7 separate regions of the Sus scrofa genome follow, and regions 2, 3, 4, 5, 6 and 7 are each linked to region 1. The links are chromatin contacts, called in public HiChIP or PLAC-seq and promoter capture Hi-C maps. All regions are on one chromosome and are shown on one strand. Each heading gives the region's core, a stretch centred on a gene start, on an enhancer-like site or on the middle of the called end of the contact. The rest is flanking DNA. Distances are from core to core; before and after follow the strand shown. Region 1 holds the start of UBE2Q1 (ubiquitin-conjugating enzyme E2 Q1). Region 2 holds the start of EFNA3 (ephrin-A3). Region 3 holds the start of ZBTB7B (zinc finger and BTB domain-containing protein 7B). Region 4 holds the start of CKS1B (CDC28 protein kinase regulatory subunit 1B). Region 5 holds the start of PBXIP1 (pre-B-cell leukemia transcription factor-interacting protein 1). Region 6 holds the start of TPM3 (tropomyosin 3). Region 7 holds the start of KCNN3 (potassium calcium-activated channel subfamily N member 3).

Region 1 (3,206 bases), core at 326-2,825:
GAGAGGGACATGAAACACAGTTTGGTGGGGCATCATCCAACCCAAGCGGAGGCTGGCCTCACCACACCTTGACCTGGTTTGATAGAAAAAAGGGATAAGAAACAAGAGCCATGTAAACTGAATTCAGACCCCCAAGCGCCACGCAATTCACAAGTCTGCCTTTCCCCAAGCTGCTCCCAATTGCAGTCTGCCTGCCTGGATTAAAGCACTGTCCCCTGGCTCGCTAACCAGTGCTGCCAGCAGGGCAAACACTATCACACCAGGTGGTATCAACCACTGTAAGTGCTACACCATGCAGTATCAGGCATTCCCAGATTATCAGAGGCCAAACCTCTTCACAGGATGTTTGAGGGTATAGCCTAGGACATGTAAGGTGCCTCCTACTCTAGCGCACCTAGGATGGTATGATGTTCACTAGGAAAAAAGAAGGAACTGTCAGAATAAACGGGATAGCCCCCAAACGTCACCATCATTACCAGGAAAGGCAAGAACCCAAGACAACGAGAGATACCCACAGGGACCAGGAGGGGAGTGGCGACTACCAGCTGGGGCAAGAGGAGAGTTAGAGGTTATACCAGAATAAAAGGGAATCCAAAAAGAGGAGTCGCTGAACTGCAAACTATCACTTAATAAAACTGAAAGAGGGGCTAAATAAGAGATGCCTGGGCAGGGATCCCACAGGTGGCAACGTCCTAAATCAAAGGTGCTACTGAAAAGGGGGCATCACTGAAATCTGCAGAGTTCCAAGGGAGGTCCTTCCAGCTCAAGTCAGTGCAGCAGCCTGGAACCTTCAGGTGATAGTGGGGGGATGAGAGGGGCATTCTTGGGTGGCAAGGTAAAGTTGCTTAGTAGCCAAAATCATGAACCCATGGATGTGGGTGGGTTAGTGGAAAGGGGTAGTTGAGGCGCCATATGTCGGGTGTCCCTCACTATGAAGGGCAGAGATTCTTTCCAGGTGCACGACAGAACCTCAAACGGCACAAACAAGTGTAACCTGGAGAAAAGGAGCCTAGCCCCGAGAGGGGGATTCGGCCTCCCAGGTCTTTGGAGAGCAAAAAGCCGTGTGGGGTAATCCCGAGTCCCAGACAAGAGGTCCCCAGAGACGCGCACGCGAAGGGGTCCTCACCGTGATGTTGCAGTGGATGCGGACAGGATCCCCAGGCACCGACCCCCGTGGGGGGAGATGAGGTCCGGGCGCGGCCCCCGCCCCGGCCCCTCCGGCCCCAGCCAGCAGGAACTCGCAGCTCAGCTCGTCTAGGCAGGCGCTGGCAATGCGGAAGCGCTCGTGGCCGCGGTGGAAGATGGACTCGAGCAGCTTCAGCTCCCGCCTCAGGCAGGGCCCCGGCCCCGGGCCCCCCCCGGGCCGCCCCCGGCCCCCGGCGCCGCCCCCTGGCCCCCAGCTGCTGCCCCGGCCCCGGCTGCTGCTGCCCCTGCGGCTGCGGCTGCTGCATCCTCCGCTCCGCTCCGCTCCGGGGCCGGCGGGCCGGGAGCCTCCGGCCTCCGCTCCGGGCTCCGCCGCCGCCGCCGCCGCCGCCGCCGCGGTCCGCACTTCCTGATCCCCCCTTCGCCAAGATGGCGCCGCCGCCACCTCTGGGACAGGGCCCCCCCCCTCCGCTCCCTGGCCCCCCCCACAGCCGCCGGAAGCCGCGCGCCCCTCCTCCTCCTTCTCGGAGACTCCGCCTCCGTCCCCTCTCACGTGACTTCGCTGTTCTGACCTCCTTCACGTGACACCTCTCTTCTTCCCGCCCCTTGTTCTCCGCGGCCACCCTCCACATGTGACCCAGGGCTTCAGCTCGCGGCTTGCAGAGCCTCAGTGCGTGTTTACGTACGGCGGGTGTGCGTGCGTGCGTGCGTGCGACGGCCCTCGCCGGCTCTCCCCTCTCACGTGACCCGGCGCCGCGTGCTCCCAGGGGCTACTTGTGCGGGACTCTGTTTCCTGCTCTGGGCCCTTTTACGCCGAGCACCGGTGAACGTGCCGGGCGCTCGGTGGTCGGAAGAAAGACGGAGAGCTGCGGTCGCCTATTTGCTTTGTCCTGCGCACCCACGCTTGTCCTCGGCGCAGGGTGCCCGAGCCTCTGTCCCCTTGGGCACACACTGAATGAGGGACATGGGATTGGAGAATGAGCCGGATTGGCAGGGCCAGGACCCTCTGTGACCTTGGGTTAATTACCTTCCCTCATTTCTCTCATCTGTGCAATGACAGATGAGGATAGTAATGCTTGCTTTGCCTCCCTCCGAGGATTGGAATTGAAATCACGAAGTGATTGCTGGTCGATTATGTACGAAGAGTAGCCAATAAGCTAACCTTTCACGGCTATCAGACTCTCGGGGTCTGGACGACGTTTGGGGTGGGACGGCACGGGCTTCCTCTGCGGTGTCATGGGAGCAGTGCATGACTAGTTTACACCATTAACCCGGCAGTAAGATGGAGGGACGCAAGCCTGGGCGGACCACTTTCCCAGTCTCAAGTCCTAAGCGCTAACACCTTGTCGCAGTGGTCCCGGCATTGCCGGGGATAGGCAGCAGTGCCTCTGGAGCCTCGCTAGGTGGCACTATCACAAAGGACAAAGCTGGCAGAGGTTCCAGAGACCCATAGTTGGCGTTCCTTTGCCAAGGGCAGGTGTTAGCCTGTGGAAAGGCCCGGGGGATTCTACCAAGACGCCTCGGGGCTTGAGAACCTGGCCAGATCGCCTCTTTCTCCTCTCACTTGGCTTAAAGTGAGTTAACATTTATTTGAAGTTGACCTCGGTGCTTCCTATTGGGCTACTCATTTATGTCGTCAGTGGTGGTTGATTAAAAGTCTTCTTTGCCTAAGTTGGGCTCTTGGTATTTAAAGATGATTGAGGTGTAGAACTAGCCTAGGGCTGTTTTATCTCCTTTGAGGAGACTGAAGAGTTTGCTGCATGTCACCTCTGTCTGAATGTGCAAGTTGGGAGCATAAAAGGTTGTGGTAAGAACTCCCATTTATTGATCTATATTCAAATCTTGTAATAACTTGTAATGGAAAATACTCTGAAGTATTATTTCAGAATATATATGTGAATCACTTTGCCATACACATGAAACAGAGTATTGCCGATCAAGTATACCTCTTTTAAAAAGAATTCCTGTTTACTGAATACTTCCTGAGTCAGGGGATCCTGCAAATGTTTCTAATTACCCAACAACATTGCCAGGGCAGCTTTTTATCTATTTTACAAGTAGGG
Region 2 (3,206 bases), core at 315-2,814, 500 kb after region 1:
GGGCCTATTCTGGACGGCACTGCCCCTCCCCCAAACCCAGCACCTGAGACCAACTGTTGGTCAGGACCGCTGTCCTGCCAACAATGAGCAGACAAAGGGTGCCCGTGTGTCCTCTCTCCTGCAGTGTGAACAAGGGAGCATCATGCCTGTCACCCTGGGCACCGGTGGTTGGATTGGGTTCTGAGAGTCTGGTCCAAGATCTGGTCCGCCTGGTAGCTCTTGGTCTGAGCCTCTCCAAAAAGGGGGATGAAGTGTGGACACCTCCCGGGTCTGAATTCTAGACCCTTTTCCTCAATTTCTACTTCATAGGAAAAGAAGGGGGAGCGCACAGTCCCGTGTGTGTCAGAGGGTGTGCATGGGCTTGTGTGTGAGTCACTGTGTGTGCGTGTGTCTGGGTGTGTGCGCCTATGTCTCTGTGTGCCTCATCCTTGGGTTTCTACAGATCTCCAGTCATCTGACAGCACCGGGTTATCTGTGTGTCTGTATGTCTGTGTCAAACGCCTGTGTGCTTCTTTTTTCTTCCTTTCTTTCTCTTCTTTCTTTCTTTCTTCTTTTTCTTTTAGCTTTTGTTTTTCGGCTGCACCCTCATGGCCAGGGATCGAACCTGTGCCACTTTAGTGACGACGCTAGATCCTTACCCGGCTGCACCTCCAGGGGACTCCAAAATACCTGTGTTTCTACATTCTCTGCCTCTGGTGTCTGTGCCTTTTCTCCTGAACGTGTGTGTGTAATGTCTGTGCCTGGACGTCACTGTGAGGACAATGACTATGGTGAGAGCTGGAACACAGGGCGCTCTACCCTCTGCTCTCTGGTCAGAGTCTGTGAGAGGAGGAGTGAGAACGCCTGGGGACACTGTTGGCTGCGCTGGGAGGGGGCCCTGGTTGAGTATGGCTGAAGAATCCTTTGTAGGTGTCCCAGGAAAGCCTGTTTCACTCTGGCTGACTCTCTCCTTGGTCCCTCCTCTGCCTTGGGCCCTAGACTGCCAAGGGCCCTTCCAGCCCCCAGTATCGACATTCTAGAGGGCTGGGCTCCTCTACACTACCTCGGAGAAAAAGAAGCTGGGGCTTCAGGTCAACAGCTGTCTGGTCCTTGGTGGCAGCAGGGGGCTTCTCTGCCACCCTCTAGAACCCACCTGACTCCTCATGCACCTGGGAAGAGGGGCATGGAGAGAGTAGAGGACCCGTTGTTCAGAAAAGAGGGAGTTCTAGTTCTTGTTAAGGGGTGATAGACCCCCCGCTTCTTTTCAATTCTCCTTCACCCCATCCCAGAAATGAATGCTCCCGAGGAGAGATGGAGATCCCTGTTTTGGCCTCCCTAATCCTTCGCCTGGGAACTTCAGAATGGGGAGCAGAAGACCCAGGACCAGCAGAAGCAAATTACACCTAAGAAAGAGAGCCGAGGCGCTCCAGTCGTTCCTGAGGGGGCAGCACTATCCTCACCTCCCACGCGCGCGCTCCGGGCCTGAGCGGGGCGGGGCCTGGCGGGAGCGCGCCAGGGGCGGGGCTTCGGGGGCGCGCCCGGGAAGGCGGAGGGAAGGGTTGGGGGCGTGGCCTAAGGCTCGGGGGCCGGCGGCGGCGGCGGCGGCGGCGGCTGCAGGGAGCTGGGAAGCAAGAAGCCGGGAGAGCGGGGCTCAGTCGGGGGGCGGCGGCGGCGGCGGCTCCGGGGATGGCGGCGGCTCCGCTGCTGCTGCTGCTGCTGCTCGTGCCCGTGCCGCTGCTGCCGCTGCTGGCCCAGGGGCCCGGGGGGCGCTGGGGAACCGGCATGCGGTGTACTGGAACAGCTCCAACCAGCAGTGAGTCGGGGGCCCAGGGAGCCCGTGCGTCCCGCGTCAGTGAGAAGGGGAGGCCCAGGAAGTCCTGGGGGAAGCTGGGGTGGGAGTCCTGGGGGACTACAGCTGGGGGCTAGGAGGCGAAGGAGAGGGGGACACACTCTGTGGGCGCCTATGAAACTCGAGGGGTGTCTGAAAGAGGCTGTTAAGGTATGGTAACCAGGGCTTGGGCCGTGCGGAGGAGGCTGCTCAGGGACACCCCGCCCCACCTTGGCTTCTCTCCACACCCGAATAGCTTACCCCCACCCGAGAGTCCCCCCATCTTAACCCCCTTCAGCTGGGCTGGTGTTTGGGAGAACCAGTGTGCTGGGGATAGGCCGCCGCACTTGGGGGCCCCAGAGATGACCTGTTTTCAGCCGTGAGGGTTTCGAGGGGTTCTAGGACTCTTGCTTTTAAAAGTGGGGTCCAGAGCTGAGGCAAGGAGTCCGACGAAGCACCACCTCGGAACGAAGGTGAATGGGTTACCCTTATTGTATGGATAAGCCTGGCTGGGGTGAGCTGGAGCTGGGTCGCCAAGTTGGGGGGCTCTGGAGGTGCTGTTTGGTTAGGATAGGAACGTGGGGTACCGGCGAAAGGAAGGGAGGCAAAGAGATGTTGGCGTGTCACACACGCACATACACGCCCGAGCTGGGGACGGCGTGTGGCTCCAAGTGTGAGCGGGCGTGCGCGGCTGTCAGTGTGCGTGTATGTCTGAGTGTGTGATTTGTGTGTCTGCGTCGGCGATCGTCTAGGGGTGGGAGCGGGCGACGGGTCGGGGAGGGGGCTGCGGTCGCTGTCCGCGTGGCCGGCCGTGTCTGGGCTGGGGTGGCTGTCGGCGCCGCCGCGGTCTGGGCGGGTGTCAGGGCGGCCGTGTGGTTTCCCGGGGTGTGTGGCGCGGCGGCTGGGTGCTGGCTGCGGGGTCAGGTCCTCATTCTGCTCAGTCCTTGCTGCCCTTGTCTTCTCCTCCCCGCCGAGGCGCCGTGTGTATCACCCTGGCCGCCTCCGAGTGTCTGTGTGTTCGGGGGGGATCCCTGGGGACATGGGGGTCACTGTCACATCTGCCCAGGCAGCAGCAGCGCCACTGCTTCTGGCTCCTCACTCCGAGGGGCGACTCGGGAGCAAACAGTGAGGCCTCACGGGAGGGGACCGGGAGGGCCGGGCGGCCGCGACCCCCAACCTCCCGGGGGAGGGGCCGCCGCTCGCCCGCTCTGCTCTTTGTTGTTTGGGGCTCTGCGCCTCCCCCTCTCTCCCTCCTCGCGCCCGGAGTGTCAGACTGGGGGTGGGGATGAGCCAACGACGCCCCCCTCGCTTCCCATGGAAACCTCGGGGGTGGGGATACGGCCCCTCCCCCCCCCCCGGAGCGGGACTCGGAGAACTCTGGGGGGCGCTGGGGGCTGAT
Region 3 (3,206 bases), core at 412-2,911, 420 kb after region 1:
ACGATAGGAAAACCTGGAGCGGATCACCCGAGTGAGAGCGCCCCATGCCTGCTGCTGCTACCCCTCCTTCCTAGAGCCCCCCTAATTCTCCAGTGAGATAATGTCTGGGGTGGGGGGCTGTTTGGTTTGGCCTGGGCCCTCAGGGGCGCCTCACACTTTCCGCCCCTGGCTGGGGAGCAGGGCAGCGGCCCCGAGGCTGAGTCACGGCCGGAGGGAGAGGGAGGGAGGGAAAGGGACTCCGCCCCTCCCCCCCCCCCCCCGAGCGGGGATCCCGGGTCAGCCCGGGTGAGGGCCAGGGCCCCCCTGGCGCCGCCCATTGTGGTCCAACAGGTTGAGCTGGTGTCCCGCGGAGCCACCTGCTGGAAAGGGAGGGAGGCCCCCTGCGGAGGGGGCTGGGGTTGGAGAAAGCAAGTCCGACCCGGTTCGGCCCGGCCGGCCGCGGGGAGCGGAACCTGGCCCGCGGTAGCCGGATTTGAATCCGTTTTACACTAGTGGGAGGGGCTCTTTGGGGTACGTAGCGCCGCAGGCCCAGTTGGAAGCGTCCCACACGCGCTACCTTCCTCAGTTGGGGGCACTGAAGTACATATCCTGGTCCCCCCGCAAACCCATTCTAAAAGACTCAGCCCCCCCCCCCTGCCACTTGGATCTCGGAGCGAATTCAAGTCCAGAGGTCCCTCCTTCACGGAGACTCAGTTTCTCCACTTAGGGGACGACGGATGGAGGCGGGGAGCAGGAGTGTGTGCTTGCCTCCCCCTCCCCCTTCGTGGACTTGGCCCCTCCCCTCTGACAATGCCAAGGCCGCAGCGGGCACCGGCTGGAGCTCAGAGGCTGCTTGCCCAGGGCGCCGTTCCCTCCCTGCGGGGCGCTGTCACGCGTGGGGAGGGACGCAGGGTGCCTGCAGCCTCAACTCCCCCGCTCCCTCTAAGGGGCGGGGGGCTGGGGCGTAGGAGCTGGAGTTGATGGCCGGGTGGTTCCCCTCCCCCTACCTCCTGGGGCCCTGACCTGATTCTAGCCCCTCACGGGACCCCCTCCTTCAATCCCCTAAATCCCCGCCTCGCCCCCACCTAGGCTATCTTTAACCTCCTCATACCCTTCCCTCCTGAGGCGCTGACCCTACAGAAGCCCCTCTGGGAGGAGTGGGAGCCCTTGATGGGGGTGCTCGGTTCCCTGGCCGCTGCGGACACTGCCCCCTCCTCTTCCCCTCCTCCAGGTTTCGGGCCAGTCCCTCGGCTCCGCCCCCTCCCTGGAAGAACGCAAGGCGGGACCCACTTGAGATGGGCAGGTGTTCAGGCCAATGGGTGGACAGGGCGGTGGAGTGCAGGGGGCAGGGCGGAGCTGCGGCGGAGGGCTGGAAGGGGGTCGAGGGCGGAGCTAGAGTTAAGGTGGACTGGGAGAGATAGGAGCAAGAGGAGAGGGAGAGGGAGAGGGAGGGGGGGAGAAGGACCGCGGCAGGTGAAGGGAGAAAGAGAGAAGGAAGGAAGGAGGGAAAAGAGGAGGGTGGGAAAGGCTCGGAGAGCAAAGTAAGAGCTTGGAAGAAGAGAGCGAAAAAGGAGGGAGGGATCCATTTGCGCCCTGCAGAGACTGGCTGGACCAAGGGGTTGAAGTTTATGTCCTTATTGGGCGGAGGGAGGGGGCCTGGGGGGGCGGGTGAAAAACCAGGAAGTGACAGAGGGTGTTGCTAAGGGTGGGGGGGAGTTTGGGGGGTGGCAGGGGGCGGGGGGAGGGAGGGGAGGGATGGGGGGAAAGCAAGCAGGAGGACAGGTGAGACAGCAGGACAGGTGAGGCGGGCCCTGAGGGGGGGGCGGGTGGGAGCCAGGTGAATGTACGGTTCTCAGCGGCCGAGGGGGGGCGGGCGGCAGGAGGAGGCAGAGGGCTGCGGAGGAGGAGCCCCCCAGCAGAGAGCGGCGAGCCACTGACCGCGGCCTTCTGACCAGGACCGGAGCAGGGCCCCAAGCCCCCGGGCCTGGCCGGGGACGCGTTTCTCCCCACACCCTGAGCCTCAGCAGCTCCAGCCAGCGGACCCAAAGGCGGAGAGGTGAGTGTACCCCATTTTTGTCTCCTGCCTCAGGGTCCCCTAGGCTTGAGACTACTGCAGTGTCCTTCGTCCGTCCTGAAAGTGGGACCCCCCCCACACACGCATGCAGACCAGATTCCCACCACTCCCCTTCCCGGTGCCTTCCCAATACTCCGGGTCTTTGGAATTGATTTTAACTGGGAGGAAAGGTAGAGATGGAACTACGGCTGCCCCCCCCAACCCAAGGCCGAGGGTCCCGCAGAAACTTTCTCTGCACTTCTGGAATCAGACAGACTGGCGGCTCCGGGATGGAGAGAGGGTGAGGCGGCGCTGAGCGCTCCCCCAGTCTCCTTCGTGACTTTAGGGGGAGACCCCCGACCCGACCGAGTTGAGGGAATGGAAATGCTGACGGACTCTAACTAGGACAACGCTCCCCCCCACCCCCACCGCGCCCCCTGGCGCGGTGGGTTGGACCCGGGCCAGTTGCATGGGGGGTGGGGGGAGCACTGGAGGAGCCGCGGCTTGGGGGAAAGTTACCGGCTGGACTATTCGGTTTCTTGCGCTTCCAGAGCTGCGCTCTCTTGCCGACAGTGGGGCTCAGCGACAACCTCCGAATGACTTAGAAAGACCCCTCTCTTTGCCGCCCCTCTATCTCACTCTCTTCGTTCAGGCTCCAGTACCGCCGCCACCTTTTCAAAGCCAGCTCCTGCCCCTAGAACCTAGGAGCCAGGGTGGGCGACTGGGAAGAATTCTCCCTACCACCCGTCTCCCCCACCGGCGCCGGCGCACCTGCCCCTACCCCGGGTGGGGGTCTCTACTGTGTTGTTGTAGAACCTAGTCTGAGCGCCGCTGGCAGAGGGCTGCCATTCAAAGGGGTGGGGGGCGCTGCTTTCAATTTCCAGCTTTCTCTCTCCCCTCCCACCCCACACCAAGTAAGAGAGCGACGTGTCCCGGCCAGAGCGAAGGGGGGGCCTGGGTGTGGGGGGGCGGCGTGGGCAGCGGGTTGTGCCCGGACACGTGCCTGCCCGGGCGCCCCGGCCCTGCTGGTGTTTGGAGAGAGGGCGGGTCCCCTGCCCCCCGCCCCGCACAACCCCCACGTATCAAAGGGCGGCTGAGACGTGGTGAGACCTCGGGGCGCCCTGGGGGGGGGGCAGGGAGCCCGGGTCCGGAGCAGGGGAGGGGCAGAGGCGCG
Region 4 (3,206 bases), core at 274-2,773, 400 kb after region 1:
AAATGCTGCGGCCTGAGGAGGCCCTTAAAAAAAAAAAAAAAAAAAATCAAAGAGCAAAAAGGACACTGTTCCCTAACCCACTGCAAGCCACTTTCTGGTGATAGAAAATTTGCGCTTCTGTCACACCCACATGTCGCACATCAACAAATCCATGGCCCTACCCAGCTCCCGACGATGACCACGACGACGACGATGGACAGGTATGAGACAAACAGCTGTTTCTGGGGTGGAGTCGGTCCTGGGAAGGGAAACTCAGGGAGTGGGGTTGGGAGTCTATGAGCAAGTCTCCCTCCCGCTCTCGTGCCAAACCCCAAGTCCAGCCCCCTACAAGTAGGTCCACCCTTGTAAGGGGATAAGGACAAGGGCTGCCTCTAATCTCTTACTTCTCAGAACCAGAGATGTGAACTTTTGCCTTCCTACCCGGTGGAGCATGAGAGCTCAGGAAAATTGAGCTAGAGGCCCCAAAGAGAAAAAGAACAGGGAAATGTAAGCAGGTGACGTTCCAGGGGCTGAAGACAAAGCTCCCCAGGCGATGACCTGGGACCTACAGGGATAAAGATCTTGAGGGGGCGTGGTCCCTTAGGACGCGTGCATCAGAGATTTCCAGGAGGCCAGGCTTCTGGGCGATCAGACGTGGATTAGGGAAGGGGCGGAGCTTCTAGAGGGGCGGAAACCCTAGAGAGGAGTGGCTTCACGAATTCAAGCAGATCTTTGAGGGGCAGGGCTTTGCCCTTTGGGGAGATAGGCTTTTTGACAGACAGGAGTTAGCGGAGAATCGTCGCGAGGCGGGGTTTCGGGTAATTGGAAAGACTTAACGTTGGGTTTCTAGGAGTAAGGCTTGGAAGCATGTCTAGGGGTGGGACTTCCAGGAAAGCTGGGCGACGGGGTGGGGTCGGGGACAATAAACGGAAAATAAGTCGGGGTTCAGGGAGCCCCCTGAAGTTGGGAGGTGGGACTTCCGGGGAGGGGGTCGCAGGGGGCGGGACTTATAAATGAAGACCGGAAGTAGGGTCCCGGGAGAGGGGTTCCGGGGTGGAGGGGAGGTTCGCCTAAGGAGAAAAAAAAAGGTCCCAACTCACCAGGGCTTCATGGGGTCTCCGCACCGCACCGCGGGTCGATTTGGTTCCGGATCACGCCACTGCCTCCTTAGGTCGCCGCTCCAACTTTCTCCCCGGGCCCGGCCTCCCTGGAGAAACTTTATTGCACTCACTTCCGGCCTTACTAACCCCTGACCCTCTACCTCATCGTCCCTCCTTCACCCGTCCCACTTTCCCAAATCAGCCAATGATGCGCGAGAACGCTCACAGGGCAGTGATAGCCTATAAGAGGCCTATTTTTGCCCTACGTTTTTCTTTAGAAACTTAAGCAGTGCACTCCAATAAGGACCTGAAGAGAAGCAAATCTAAGCCAATCGAAGGCTTGGAAGTGGAGTTGTCCCGCCTTCCGCCAGGCGGACCAATAGGAAGCGCGGGCGGCGTGTTTGAAAGCGAGGCCAAAGAGGGTGGGAGCGCGTGCTGCTGGGAGTTGTTTGGAGGTTGGCGGTGCGGTGTTGACGGTCCTCTGGCAGAGCGATCATGTCGCACAAACAAATTTACTATTCGGACAAATACGACGACGAGGAGTTCGAGTACCGGTTAGTGCCGGCGCGGGGGCAGTATCGAGGTGGTGAGCTTTGACAAGTGTGGGCACGAGGAATTAGTAACAGGGACCGAAGGTATAGAGTCGGCGCATGCGCAAGAGGTTAACGGGAATGGGTGTGCGCTTTGAGCGTAAGGCGCATGCGCTAAGGGTAGGGGGTCGCTCAAAAAAGCCTAAAAGTGGTAGTGAATTTGTAGTAAGCTCTCCCGTGGGGAGGAGGCGTAGGTGGGCGTGGTTAGAGTGCTGACCATCCCCACTCTTGAGGGTTTCTGGATCATTCTCTCCAATTTGCTCAGCAGATTGAACTTGACTTCTTGAGACTGCTTGTATCACCGCAACACCACAGAGCCTCTGGGGTCGGGAGAAGCTCGAATTTTCCTCGCCTCTTCAAAGTGAGGGGAGTTCTGAGAGAGCCTGAGTGGTGTTCATTAATTCTTGGAAAAGGAGCGTGGTTGTCTGGCTTGTTTTATAGGAAGGGGGCTTTGAAGATCAGGAGTGGAATAAAACTGGCCAGAAGCATTGAGTAAAGACTTAATACGGACCTAATAGATGACCTTCAAATATTTGAAGGGCATCTACTTGGGAAACAGCTTATAGGTTTCAGATGTTGTGCTAAAGTGCAGGGATAAGCCATGGTGCCTGCTTTCACCAAAACTTTTTTAAGTCTGTGGAAATACTCAGAAGGTGGTACTTGGCATGATAGAACTTTGTACAGGCTGTGATGGGAGCAGTAGGACTTGCCAAGCACAGCGAAGAAAGTGAGTCGCTCCAGAGTTTGCATTTGATAAATCCTAACCATAATTCTAGATTAGAAAATTAGGGAAGAAAAGGAGTTCTGCAAATGTTGGCATTCCACCAATCTGTGTTAATTGTAATACTTAAAACACCTGGAAGCTTGGTTGTTTTGTATTTCTTCTGCAGCCTAGTGCAGGGCTCTGGGCCCTCTGGAGAACTTGGAGTGTGCCAACAAATACATAACTATATGTATGCCACATGGTTGGGAAAAGACCCCGAGCCCTGTTTGGACCTAATTAACTTTCTTTTCCTCACCTGTTTTCCTCTCCATCTAAAGGAGGCTAACTAAAATTAGGTGCTTATAATTTATAAGGGCTAGGGGAACATCACTAGTTTCCTCCCCTGGAATATGTAAGACTTGGCAGTGATACCTGGTTTAAGAGAAGAGGTTTTATTATGTGTTGCTTTTTTTATTTGTTTTTTGGGGCTATTGGGATTTTTTTTTGTCTAAATGGGTATGGAAGCCAGTCTTTACTCCAGGGACTTATTAGGATGTAAGCTATTTTCAAATATTTAGACTAGAATGGACTCTTTGGGGTTCCCGTTGTGGTTCAGCGGTCATGAACCTGACTAGTATCCATGAGGATGCAGGTTCAATCCCTGGCATCGCGCAGTGGGTTAAGGATCTGGCATTGCCATGAGCTGTGGTTTAGGTCCCAGACGCTGCTCTGATCCTGAGTTGCTGTGGATGTGGCAGCTTTCATAGGCCACAAGTGAGGCTCTAAAAAGAAAAAAAAAAAATGTCTCTTTGGAGAAAAAAAAAATCTGTTAGC
Region 5 (3,206 bases), core at 468-2,967, 380 kb after region 1:
CCTTCTTAGTAACCTCCAGAGTTTCATCGTAGAGAACGTGAAGGTGACTGGGAAGAGGGATTTATGGCAACTACCATGTATAATGCACTTTACAGGCTGCAAAGCCTGGACAAAAATCAGGGCTGTGATCCTACCCCCTGCGAACCTGCTCTGACTTGGCCAGGTGGCAGTGGGAAGTTACTCCAGCTTCCAAAGCCTGACACAAGGCAGGATAGGAAGATCGTAACCTACTCCTTCATCCATGGCCAAGACTGTCCCCCATCCAGGCTGGCAATGGTGGAGGGAGAGATGAGCTGACCCCCTAGAGTCTTAGATTCTGATCCTTTAGAAGGGGCTAAATGACGGCTTGCTGAGGGGTGAGAGGGGTGGCAAGTGGTAAAGGACTCTAAAAGGAAACCTTGGGAAAAGGAGCGAGGCTGGGGAACAAGCATGGCACTTCTACCCTAGGAAACCGCCACACTGCCCTCTTCTGTTTGAGCTCAAGTGAGTCCTACTCAGTGCCCTACAAACCTCCTGTGGCCCTTGTGCGTCAAGATCCAAGCCCAGGACAGATGAAGGACACCTCACAGTGTCTCCCAAGACCTATGCCTTCCAAACGCATGCACCCACCCCACAAGGAGACAGGAGAAGGGCGCAATGACTTCCCCACATCCCACAGGACACCCCTGGCAGGCTTCACAGGCATCCAGAGAACCATCACTGTGCAGCCTTCTGGTCTCAAGCCCCTCCCCCACAGTTCTGTCATCATCTCCCCATCCTCAGTTGCTGTGTGTGACTTTTAACAGGTGGTGGCAGGGAAGTGGCAGCAGCTTGGGCTGAAGTCCCTGTTTATCCTTAGCTGTATACGGCCTGCTCCGGTCCTCCAGAACCAGGCACCATGGTAACCACAGTGATGTCAGACCCACTGTCTCCATGGAAACCAGCAAGGTATTTGGGTCAACAAGACAAACACTTCTGAGACCTAAACAGGAGACAGTCCGGAACCCCTGCACTCAGAGTTCCAAATACTTGTTGGTCTCTCTCCCTTGGTTGGGTTCACCCAAGATTCCAAAAGATCTCCCTGTTCTCCCAAGCCAGCATCTCACTGCCCTATTAGGAAGTTCCTCCAGCTGTCTAATCTCCACCCTGGCCCACGGTGTTTTCAGATCTCTTTCTTCTCATCAACCTCTAGGAAGAAAACCCACCTCCACCCCCTCCTCTTTCTTTTCATTCAAGTAGGATTCAACAAAAACACCCTATAAGGATTGTCAGGAACTTGGGCTACTTCCAAAAGACAACTAAAGGGGGAGCTCTCCCACCCTCCGTAAAAAGCTGGAAAGTCTCGTCTAGCTGATTTCAACCCCCCATAAGAGTTGCTCCCCCAAATCTCTAGAGCAAATGACACAGGGCTGCAAAAACTTGCCTGGGAGACCTAAAGCAAGTTCCTGTTTTGGAAACGGCCGCCCATGATCCCCCTTCCGCCGGCCAAGAAGCGACAAACTAGCTCTGAAGATCCTCGGAGGAGCCCAACCGCTGGAGTTCTGGCCCCCCTCACCTCTATCCTTCCTCGCACAGGGATCCCTGTGGGCCCTTCTCACCGGGGCTTTACCTGATCCTGCTCCTGGCTTCAGTCTTCCCCTGAACTTGTTGCTGCCTCTCCAGCTTTACAGCGCCAAGAAAGGCAGGTCATGTGACCTAGAACCGGCCAATAGAAAGTCAACTTCCCTGAGGGGGCGGAAACTTTTGGCCAATAACAGCTAGACTGGAGAGCCACGGGAGGGGAAAGGAGGGGGGGAACTGCAGAGCCCCGCAACCTGGTTCCCCTCCCTGCGGGACGGCTGGAGTGCCAGCAAACTGAATATTGTCACCTCCCCTCCTGGGAGCAGCGTCTAAAGAATTTCTGGAGCCAAGACCCAAAACTGAAAGGCAAAGGGTGGCTTCTCTAAGACAAGGGGCCAGGTTGGTCCCAGGATAGACAGAGACAGCTGCAGGATGGGGGAGGGGAGTGGCCAATTGCGGGTTGGAAATAGCCCTTCGGCCACTCTCATGCTGCCCCAGTGCGGATTGTTTAAGGATGCCGCTATTTACAAAAAAAAGATGAGGGGGGCCTGAAAAGTATCCAAAAATGAAAACTTCCGGACCCAGGGGCAGCCCCTGATCCCACCCTTGGAGCTATGCTCGCTGCCTAACCCAAATAACTGGGGAGTGGGGTTGTGGGCGCTAAACCCCCAAGCACTAAAGACAGTTGTCTCCCCTGAAGACTTGGAGCCAAAGCTCCGGCTTGGCTCCAGGCCTGGCCCAGGAATGTGCTCAGAAAGGAAACTTGTTCCTCACAGCAGGGACACGGGGGGAGAGGCAGGGAGCACAGGCCTCCCTGGGCTTAGCTGTTTGTACCAGGGCCAGCCCAGAGGGCTGAATCTTTCTGCTGTTCCCACTTCCAGAGACACCCCCCCACACACACACGGATACCTATCTTCACCCCCAACCAACCTGCCCAGGGATGACTGGCCCATTCCAGCCTTGTACCCACACATCAACAGCAAGGGCTCCAGTCTGGATTTTCCAAAGTCATTTTATTAATCCAACCGTACAAAACTTTCCCCACATCTCTGCCACCCCCACTTGCTTCCAAAAAGTTGTGGAGTGAGGGGGAGAGAGGGATTGAGCTGACACCCCACCACCACCGCCGCCCCTCAGGAGCCACCTTACAAAATGCTGCCATGGGAGAGACCACAAAAATAGCAACAGATGGAAGAGGAGCGAACAGAACCACAAACACAACACAAAGTTGAGGGAGGGGGGTGCCATCTCTGCTGTCCGGTGGGAAGAACCCTGGAGAAGAGAAGCCCAGAGGCCGCTGCCTTCTTTTTCACAGCCTCAAAGGCTGAATGCTGCACTGGCCAAGTTCTGCAGCATCCGTGTCTTCTCTTCACACGGGGAAGGGCCAGCAAGGGACCCCCGGCTCCCGTCGGGGCCACGCCCCAAGCCTGCCTTCCCCACCCCACCGAGGAATGTGAGCTCTGGCTGTAAGGGAGGGAGCAGCTGTGAGGGACTCCTCCTCAGGACCAAGGCCCTTCTCTGGCAGGCAGTGCTTTAAAAATGAAATAAGAACTAAGCCCAGCGCAGGACCCTGGCTGAGACGAATGGGAACAACTAGATGACCTCGCCCGAGCAGATACAAAGAATAGCAGGGGAAGAGAGAAGCAAAAAACATCCAGGCTCTGGAC
Region 6 (3,206 bases), core at 189-2,688, 330 kb before region 1:
CTGTTACTTTCCTCTCCAGCCTCAAGATCCTCCAAAACCAAAGCCTCAACTCAAGATATCAGCTCCACCTACTAGACTGCACCCTAGACCCTGAAAAGCTCATAGCCTACTATAACAAATCGCCCTTCTAAACAGAAAGTGGTTTCAAGAATCACCCCTCGGCTCATTAACATTTTATGTTCCATCTTTCAGTAGAACAAATATTTACTGAACTTAAACAAAACAAAACACTGTAGTGGATAATTGGGAAAGGAGCAGAGTAACATCACTAGAGACCCCCGGGAATTCATTATTTGGAACTCGGTATCTTGACTCCATCAACCACGCGAACTAGAAACCTTGACAGAAATTGGCACCCCATCAGATTCTCTGCAACATACACTCGCTTATCAGCTCTGCTTGGACGAAGTGTTCTTAACCTGGTCAGCTAGCACTCTTCACACTTCAGCAATAAACGCCTGAATCTGGCATAAGTTCCTGCCTTCCAGGTCATCGTGGAAGCTAGGCAAGTTTTTGTTGATACCTACATTTGCACTAACAGAAGGAGTGAAGTACCATCTCCTCCCCTCCCTCTTCACGTCGACAGAGAGAATGGGTTCAGCAGTTGCAAGGGCTCCCCGTAAGAGGAAAGGGCCCCAGGCCGGAGGATGGGAGGCGGTGCTGTGGCCTCAACCTCCTCCAGGGAGGGCACCGCGCTTCCTCTCGGCCGACTGCTGCCTCATTTCCTGAGCAGGAGGAGGGAGCGGAAAAGCTACCAGCAGGCTAGGCTGGGGGCTTTCCGGCGGGTCCCACCCTCAACCCCCACCCTTTCACCTTAAATTCGGCTCTGCCCCTCCCAGACTGGAGAGGCAGCCACCTACTCTCACCCTTGAGGCCGGAAACCCCAACGAGAGCAAAATCCCCCCCGCCCTCGACGGGGAAGTGGGGGAGGGAGAGGCCGCTTGAGCCCCTCCCCCGGCCGCGCCCGGCTCAGAGCGACTGAATGAATGAGCTGGGAGAAAGGAGGAAAACCACTCCTCAGGCCCGCGAGGCTCAATTCCTTCAAAGGTCACGCCTGTTCGCTCGAGCACCCCGTTCCCCCCTCACCCGCTAGATGTCCAAAGAAGCTGAGCCCCACCCAACCTCCGGGCTCCAACTTCATCACCAAGTATGCTGGCCCTCTAAGGACCGTGCTCGTTCGCAAATATGGGACCTAGTTCGGGGTCCCATCTGCTCCAGCGCCTGCCATTCCCTCACTCGCCTCGCCCTCTCCGTACCTGTTCCCGGGCCCGCCTTTCCCCCTCCACTTCCCGCTGGAGGCGCTCGGCCCTCTCCTCTGCATCATCGGCCTGCTGCTGCAGAACCTGGATCTTGCGCTTCACCGCCTCGATGGTGGTGATTCCAGCCATGGTGCCCACCCAGCTCCTGCTCGCAATCGGGTTCCTGCCTTCTCCGCTCGGCGCTGCAGCCGCTTCTCACCCCTACTTCCGCCTGCTCCGCCCTGAAATACCGGAACTCGCCCACCCGCCCGGACGTGACGCCACCACCGCCGCGCCCTCCCACCGCCAGGCAGGCGGGAAGGCTGTCCACTGGAGGGAGACCAGCCGCGGGGAGCGAAGGGCGGGACCGCTCAGTCGCCCGGGGCGACCGCTCCCAGCATTTTCCTCCAGCAGGCAAAGGGGGGCGGGGTTGGAAAGAGGGAGGGCTACCATGGTAACCGGAAGGCGCGTGGTGATTAAACCTCTCCAGCCGCGGGGCTGGCTGTCCACAATGGTTGGCCTGTGAGGCCCCTTACACACTCGCAGTTGACCCCTCACTTCCCCAGAGCTGATCGGCCACTACTTACCCAGCTGATCCACCACCACTTACCCGCTAGGGCACCCTGTGTACCTCTCCACCATATACCCCATAAAGGCTTCCAAACAGGTACTAAGAAAAAACCTGGTCTTTCTGTGCCTCATCTTCAAAAGAGCCCAGATATCCAGTCTCCTTTCAAAGGCTGCTCAGGTAGGTTCTTTCCCATTTCCTAAAAGTCGATGAAGGGGATTAATGGGGGATGAAGAGATGGGCAGGTTGACAACGCTATCTATTTGGCATCAAGTTTTTTTTTTGTTTTGTTTTTTGTTTTTGTCTTTTTGCCTTTTCTAGGGCCGGTCTCACAGCATATGGAGGTTCCGAGGCTAGGGGTCGAATCGGAGCTATAGCCGCCGGCCTACGCCAGAACCACAGCAACGCTGGATCCGAGCCGCGTCTGAAACCTACACCACAGCTCTCGGCAACGCTGGATCCTTAACCCACTGAGCAAGGTCAGGGACTGAACCCACAACCTCATGGTTCCTAGTCGGATTCGTTAACCACTGCGCCACAAGGGGAACTCCATCTGTTTGGCATCAGTTTTGAACATAAGTGTTCTATTTAAAATACAGGTGTTAAGTTTTCCTCATGGCTCCTAGTCGGATCCTTAATCCGACTAGTATCCGTGAGGATGCGAGTTCTATCCCTGGCCTCGCTCAGTGGGTTAAGTGATCTGCCTTGCCGTCACAGACACGGCAGGGACTGGGTGCTGTTGCGCCTCTGGCGAAGGCTGGCAGCTATAGCTCTGATTGGACCCCTATCCTGGGAACTTCCATATGCCACAGGTGCAGCCCTGAAAAGCAAAAGTTAAAGCATAAAGTACTGGTCTTTTTCCCTGTTACTTTTGAGAGTCAGTAGACACCAGTGATTTACCAACCGGCCGGATTCTCCAGACCTTGAATGATTCAGGACCTGGTAATTAATCATCACTTTACAATTCCTTTTGTAGGTGGGGAAGGTATTTTATGCCCCATTTTATTAGGAAAGTATCCTCTGTTAGGGACTACTGTTACCAGATCCTTTGTGCAACAGCAAGATGTGACTACCTGAAAAACTATAGTCCTGTGGAACCCAACCTCCGTTCTGTGTCATAACTTTCACCAATTTCACTGCCACTTCTGCTTCCAGGTCCTCCAAGGCATCATTTATGAATTAGAAACTGCTTCTGTAGGATTTTTAGAAGCACAGAAGTAAAGAGACTTTAGAATTTTTTTCTTCCCACTTGTTTCTTTGTATTCCTCCCACCTTCTCAGTAAGTAATAGTAATAAATCTCTCCTGTGGTGCAGCTCTCTTTTCCTCTAGAGAATTAGAGTGTAGAACAGGATCTAAAATTAAGAATCCTGGAGTTCCCGTTGTGGTGCAGTGGAAATGA
Region 7 (3,206 bases), core at 278-2,777, 290 kb after region 1:
GGGATTCTTTAATCCTCCCTAACACAGAGTCTGCAAATGAGACACAGCGTGTGGGGTGTCCGCCCCCCCCCCAAGAAAGCAAGGAATGAATTCTCCCAGGATTAAGCAGGAAAACCATGGGAAGTTGAGTGTTCAATATAACGGAGCCAATGCCTCTCCCCACCACCACCACCACCACCACCACCATCTCTCTCTCTCCCCCGATCTCTCTCATCTCTCATTTCTCTCTCTCTCTCTCTACCTACATATGCCTTTTGTTCAAGGTATAAAGAGAAACTGCAGCCCCTACCTTTGAGTACAAACCCCAAGAGAGCTCGGTCTCTATCACCATAACAACAATTCCAAACATCCCAAAAATCAGAGCATAGTCACTCAGTCGCTTCCTCTTTTCAAACAGGGCCCTCCTGTGTCCCAGCTTATAGCCAATGTTTTGGTTTTTCCGCTTGTTGGCTTTGGGGAAGGTGGTGCTGCTGGCAGTGGTGCCGGCATGCTGGTGGTTGTGGGTGGCGTTGGGGTGGTGGAGCAGGGTCTGATGGGCATGGTTGTCCTCCCGGGAGGAGATGATGATCTCGGGGGGGTTGCTGGGGCTGAAGAGCTGGAGGGGTTGGCCCTCAGGCTCAGCCTCAATGAGGTTCCTCCGGGAGGCGCTGAGGCGGCTGAGGGGCTTCATGACCCCACCGCTGTACTTGCAGGAGCTCATGGCGATCTCCGTGAAGGGGTTGCTGTCCCGCCGGTGCACCAGGGGGCTGGCCTGCCGGTGCCGGCCGCCTCCACCAGGCCCACTTGTGGCTGTGGAACTTGGAGAGTGGCCAAGCAAGTGGTCATTGAGATTGAGCTGGCTGCCTTGCCTGGAGGAAGGGTGGAGGATGGCGGTGGAGTTGGACGAAGGGGGTGCCCTGAAAGCAGTGGGAGAGGAGTGTAGCAGGCCGGGATGAACGGGCTGGCTCTGGAGTTGGGCGAGCTGAGACAGGGGATGCGGTGGCTGCTGCTGCTGTTGCTGCTGCTGCTGCTGAAGCTGCAGAGGCTGAGGCTGCAACGGGGGTCCCGGGGGCTGCTGGGGGGCTGCTGGTGGTGCCGGCGGCGGTGGCGGCGGCGGCGGCTGCTGTTGTTGCTGCTCATCCCCGGAGGATGGACAGGGGCACTTGGGGTCTTCATCCAGGTCTCCCACCCCGGAGTCATGGAAGTGCCCAGAAGTGTCCATCTTGGGGCCTGGCTGGATTTCCTGCAGCACAGCCCCCCACCCCAAAGCCACCCTTGCTCCAAAGATGTCCTCAAAGAAAGCCAGGCATCCAAGCTCCCCCACCAGAGTGTCTTGGCTCCAGCCCTCTCTCTTTGGCTTGCTTCGGTTCTCTGGGGCTGCCTGGAGTCCAGACGCTGCCACTCAAGAATGCATTGTACTGGGCACGGAGGGAGAGCAGGAGGGGCGCTTGGAGAAAGAAGAAGAAGGGGGAAAAAGAACTCTGTCTCAGGAGGTGGTCCTCCAGGAGCGTGTGAGGCCAGGCTCAGCTTCACTCCTCGCTGGCTCAATAGCTTCGCTCTCCTCCTCCTGCCACTGTTATAGGGTAAGCCAAGCCCACTTATTAGCAGCTGGTCTCATTGGCTTGGCTTAACTCTCCAACCACCTCCTAACTCCGCCCCCCAGCATAGGCTCCTCCCCGGAGGAGGGGCCTGCCGCGCTCCGCTCCCTGCCCTGGCGGCAGCGCAGCGAGGGCTGGGAACTGTAGTTTCCGCTCGCCACCCTGGAGCTGAGCGGCTGCCCTCTTTCCTCTGACAGGTATGGCAGAAACCCGGCAGCCCACGGCGATCCGGGATGTAAGCGCACGAGGGGGCGGGGGGCGGGGAGGAGGAGCCGAGGTCGTCCTACGGAGGGGCGCTATGCACCCGGATAAGGGGTCAAAAGGCAGGAAGACAGTTATTAATGGCCAGGGTCTGCCATAGGTTGTTTCACACATATTATCCAGCTACAACCTCCAGACACCCACGGAGGTGGGCATCGTGTTGCCATTTCACCAACTGATGCTCAGAGATACTGAGCAACAACCTCAAGGTCACAGAAGCAGAGGGCATCCACATCCAACTGACTCCAGGTAGACAAGCTCACTGACTGAACTGCCTGCAGTACGTGAGCAGGAGCATCTGTTATTTCTAAGCCTCACATCAACCCTATGAAGATGATGTCATCACTCTCCTTTTACAGATGAAACCCGTTTTTAAAAAAATCACTCAGGCACAGATATGTAATTTGCCAGCTGTCACCCTGTTTGTAATTAAGGCTGCTAGAATTCCAACCCGGGTCAGTCTGACCCCGCAGTTCCCATACCATCTCCCAGGATGCCATTCCATGATGATGTTCAGGGCAGAGTGGTTGCTCCATAAATTTGCTCAAACGATGGATGAGAACGAGCCAGAGAGAGGCTGTGGAGGAAGAACCGGCCTCCCCAAAGCACGATGTGTGACGTGGACTGTGACTCTGGCAGACTTGGAGTCACAGGAGGGTCTGGCAGGAAGACTGAAACCCCCCTGTGGTCACACCCCACCTGACCTGTCCCAAGCAGCTCTGAGAGTCAGAGCTGGGAACAGCTGCTGGCTTCCCAGGTTCAGAGCCATCATCAAGTATTTATTAAGCTCCCACTGTGTGCAAAGGGCGTTCCAAAAGAGATGGGGCCCCAGCTGAATTCATTTCCATTTCTAAGTGCAGCAGACCCACGGGTCAGTGAGGAGGGGGCCGTGATGAGATTCCCCAGGCACACCTGGGGCTTTAGGGGGCAGCGTCTTCCTGCATATCTCCTGTGTCTCCCATCACCCCTTGGCCTCTGGTAGGAAGGGGAAAGAGGAGGAAAGATACGCATATGCAAGTGCACACGACGTGTACATAGGTGTGCACTCCCTGGCCCACAAACATGCACACACGTGCACACACGCAGTGAGGTTCTAAAGCAGCTCTCCTGAATGGTGAGCGCCAAGTGGCCAGGTCATGGAAGGGCAAAGCTCCCCCCAGAGGAGCCCAGGCTATCCTCTGTATGCCAGTTCTCACCTCTCCAATCCTCTATCAGCCCTAATGCCTGAGAGCTAAGGACTACTTGAAAGCCACGTAATTATGACATAAGATAATCTTGATTATTGTTATTATTATCAGTGACAGGGTCACACCCCTGGCACTATAAGTCATAGCTCTGGGGCTCAGACACAAGCCTGGGGTCTTATAT

What was found. Promoter capture Hi-C pulls out the DNA fragments that hold promoters and counts their contacts. HiChIP or PLAC-seq counts read pairs in DNA pulled down with a chosen protein or histone mark.
Region 2: a contact with region 1 is called in a promoter capture Hi-C map of liver, with 5 times the contacts expected there. The contact joins the promoter of EFNA3 here to the promoter of UBE2Q1 in region 1. A contact is called at or near these places in 2 of 5 promoter capture datasets (fetal liver and liver), 2 of 47 Hi-C or Micro-C datasets (embryonic fibroblasts and mesenteric adipose tissue) and 1 of 2 datasets of contacts at active chromatin or transcription factors (skeletal muscle).
Region 3: a promoter capture Hi-C map of liver shows a contact between it and region 1, with 12 times the contacts expected there. The contact joins the promoter of ZBTB7B here to the promoter of UBE2Q1 in region 1. A contact is called at or near these places in 3 of 5 promoter capture datasets (fetal liver, fetal skeletal muscle and liver), 3 of 47 Hi-C or Micro-C datasets (embryonic fibroblasts, liver and skeletal muscle) and 2 of 2 datasets of contacts at active chromatin or transcription factors (alveolar macrophages and skeletal muscle).
Region 4: an H3K27ac HiChIP or PLAC-seq map of alveolar macrophages shows a contact between it and region 1. The contact joins the promoter of CKS1B here to the promoter of UBE2Q1 in region 1. A contact is called at or near these places in 2 of 5 promoter capture datasets (fetal liver and liver), 1 of 47 Hi-C or Micro-C datasets (liver) and 1 of 2 datasets of contacts at active chromatin or transcription factors (alveolar macrophages).
Region 5: a contact with region 1 is called in a promoter capture Hi-C map of liver, with 13 times the contacts expected there. The contact joins the promoter of PBXIP1 here to the promoter of UBE2Q1 in region 1. A contact is called at or near these places in 3 of 5 promoter capture datasets (fetal liver, fetal skeletal muscle and liver), 9 of 47 Hi-C or Micro-C datasets (brain, embryonic fibroblasts, heart right ventricle and 4 more) and 2 of 2 datasets of contacts at active chromatin or transcription factors (alveolar macrophages and skeletal muscle).
Region 6: a contact with region 1 is called in a promoter capture Hi-C map of liver, with 5 times the contacts expected there. The contact joins the promoter of TPM3 here to the promoter of UBE2Q1 in region 1.
Region 7: a contact with region 1 is called in an H3K27ac HiChIP or PLAC-seq map of alveolar macrophages. The contact joins the promoter of KCNN3 here to the promoter of UBE2Q1 in region 1. A contact is called at or near these places in 4 of 5 promoter capture datasets (fetal liver, fetal skeletal muscle, liver and 1 more), 11 of 47 Hi-C or Micro-C datasets (alveolar macrophages, embryonic fibroblasts, fetal heart ventricle and 7 more) and 1 of 2 datasets of contacts at active chromatin or transcription factors (alveolar macrophages).

What each region holds. Positions count from the first base shown.
Region 1 is chr4:95,219,518-95,222,723 of Sscrofa11.1, reverse strand. UBE2Q1 (ubiquitin-conjugating enzyme E2 Q1) reads right to left here and starts at 1,575. Exons shown (of 15, transcript XM_001929469.6): 1 at 1,397-1,575; 2 at 1,368-1,394; 3 at 1,127-1,365. The coding sequence starts at 1,451.
Region 2 is chr4:94,717,708-94,720,913 of Sscrofa11.1, reverse strand. It overlaps EFNA3 (ephrin-A3), which reads left to right and starts at 1,564. Exons shown (of 6, transcript XM_013997020.2): 1 at 1,564-1,744; 2 at 1,747-1,792. The coding sequence starts at 1,666.
Region 3 is chr4:94,795,177-94,798,382 of Sscrofa11.1, reverse strand. ZBTB7B (zinc finger and BTB domain-containing protein 7B) reads left to right here and starts at 1,661. Exons shown (of 4, transcript XM_021089747.1): 1 at 1,661-1,778; 2 at 1,935-2,035.
Region 4 is chr4:94,817,900-94,821,105 of Sscrofa11.1, reverse strand. CKS1B (CDC28 protein kinase regulatory subunit 1B) reads left to right here and starts at 1,523. Exons shown (of 3, transcript NM_001243542.1): 1 at 1,523-1,633. The coding sequence starts at 1,575. SHC1 (SHC-transforming protein 1) reads right to left here and starts at 2,880. Exons shown (of 13, transcript XM_003355137.3): 1 at 1,080-2,880.
Region 5 is chr4:94,835,876-94,839,081 of Sscrofa11.1, reverse strand. It overlaps PBXIP1 (pre-B-cell leukemia transcription factor-interacting protein 1), which reads right to left and starts at 1,717. Exons shown (of 11, transcript XM_021089739.1): 1 at 1,589-1,717. PYGO2 (pygopus family PHD finger 2) reads right to left here. Exons shown (of 3, transcript NM_001185175.1): 3 at 2,534-3,206.
Region 6 is chr4:95,548,059-95,551,264 of Sscrofa11.1, reverse strand. TPM3 (tropomyosin 3) reads right to left here and starts at 1,438. Exons shown (of 8, transcript NM_001001632.1): 1 at 1,257-1,438. The coding sequence starts at 1,388.
Region 7 is chr4:94,928,129-94,931,334 of Sscrofa11.1, reverse strand. KCNN3 (potassium calcium-activated channel subfamily N member 3) reads right to left here and starts at 1,527. Exons shown (of 8, transcript NM_213985.1): 1 at 290-1,527. The coding sequence starts at 1,201.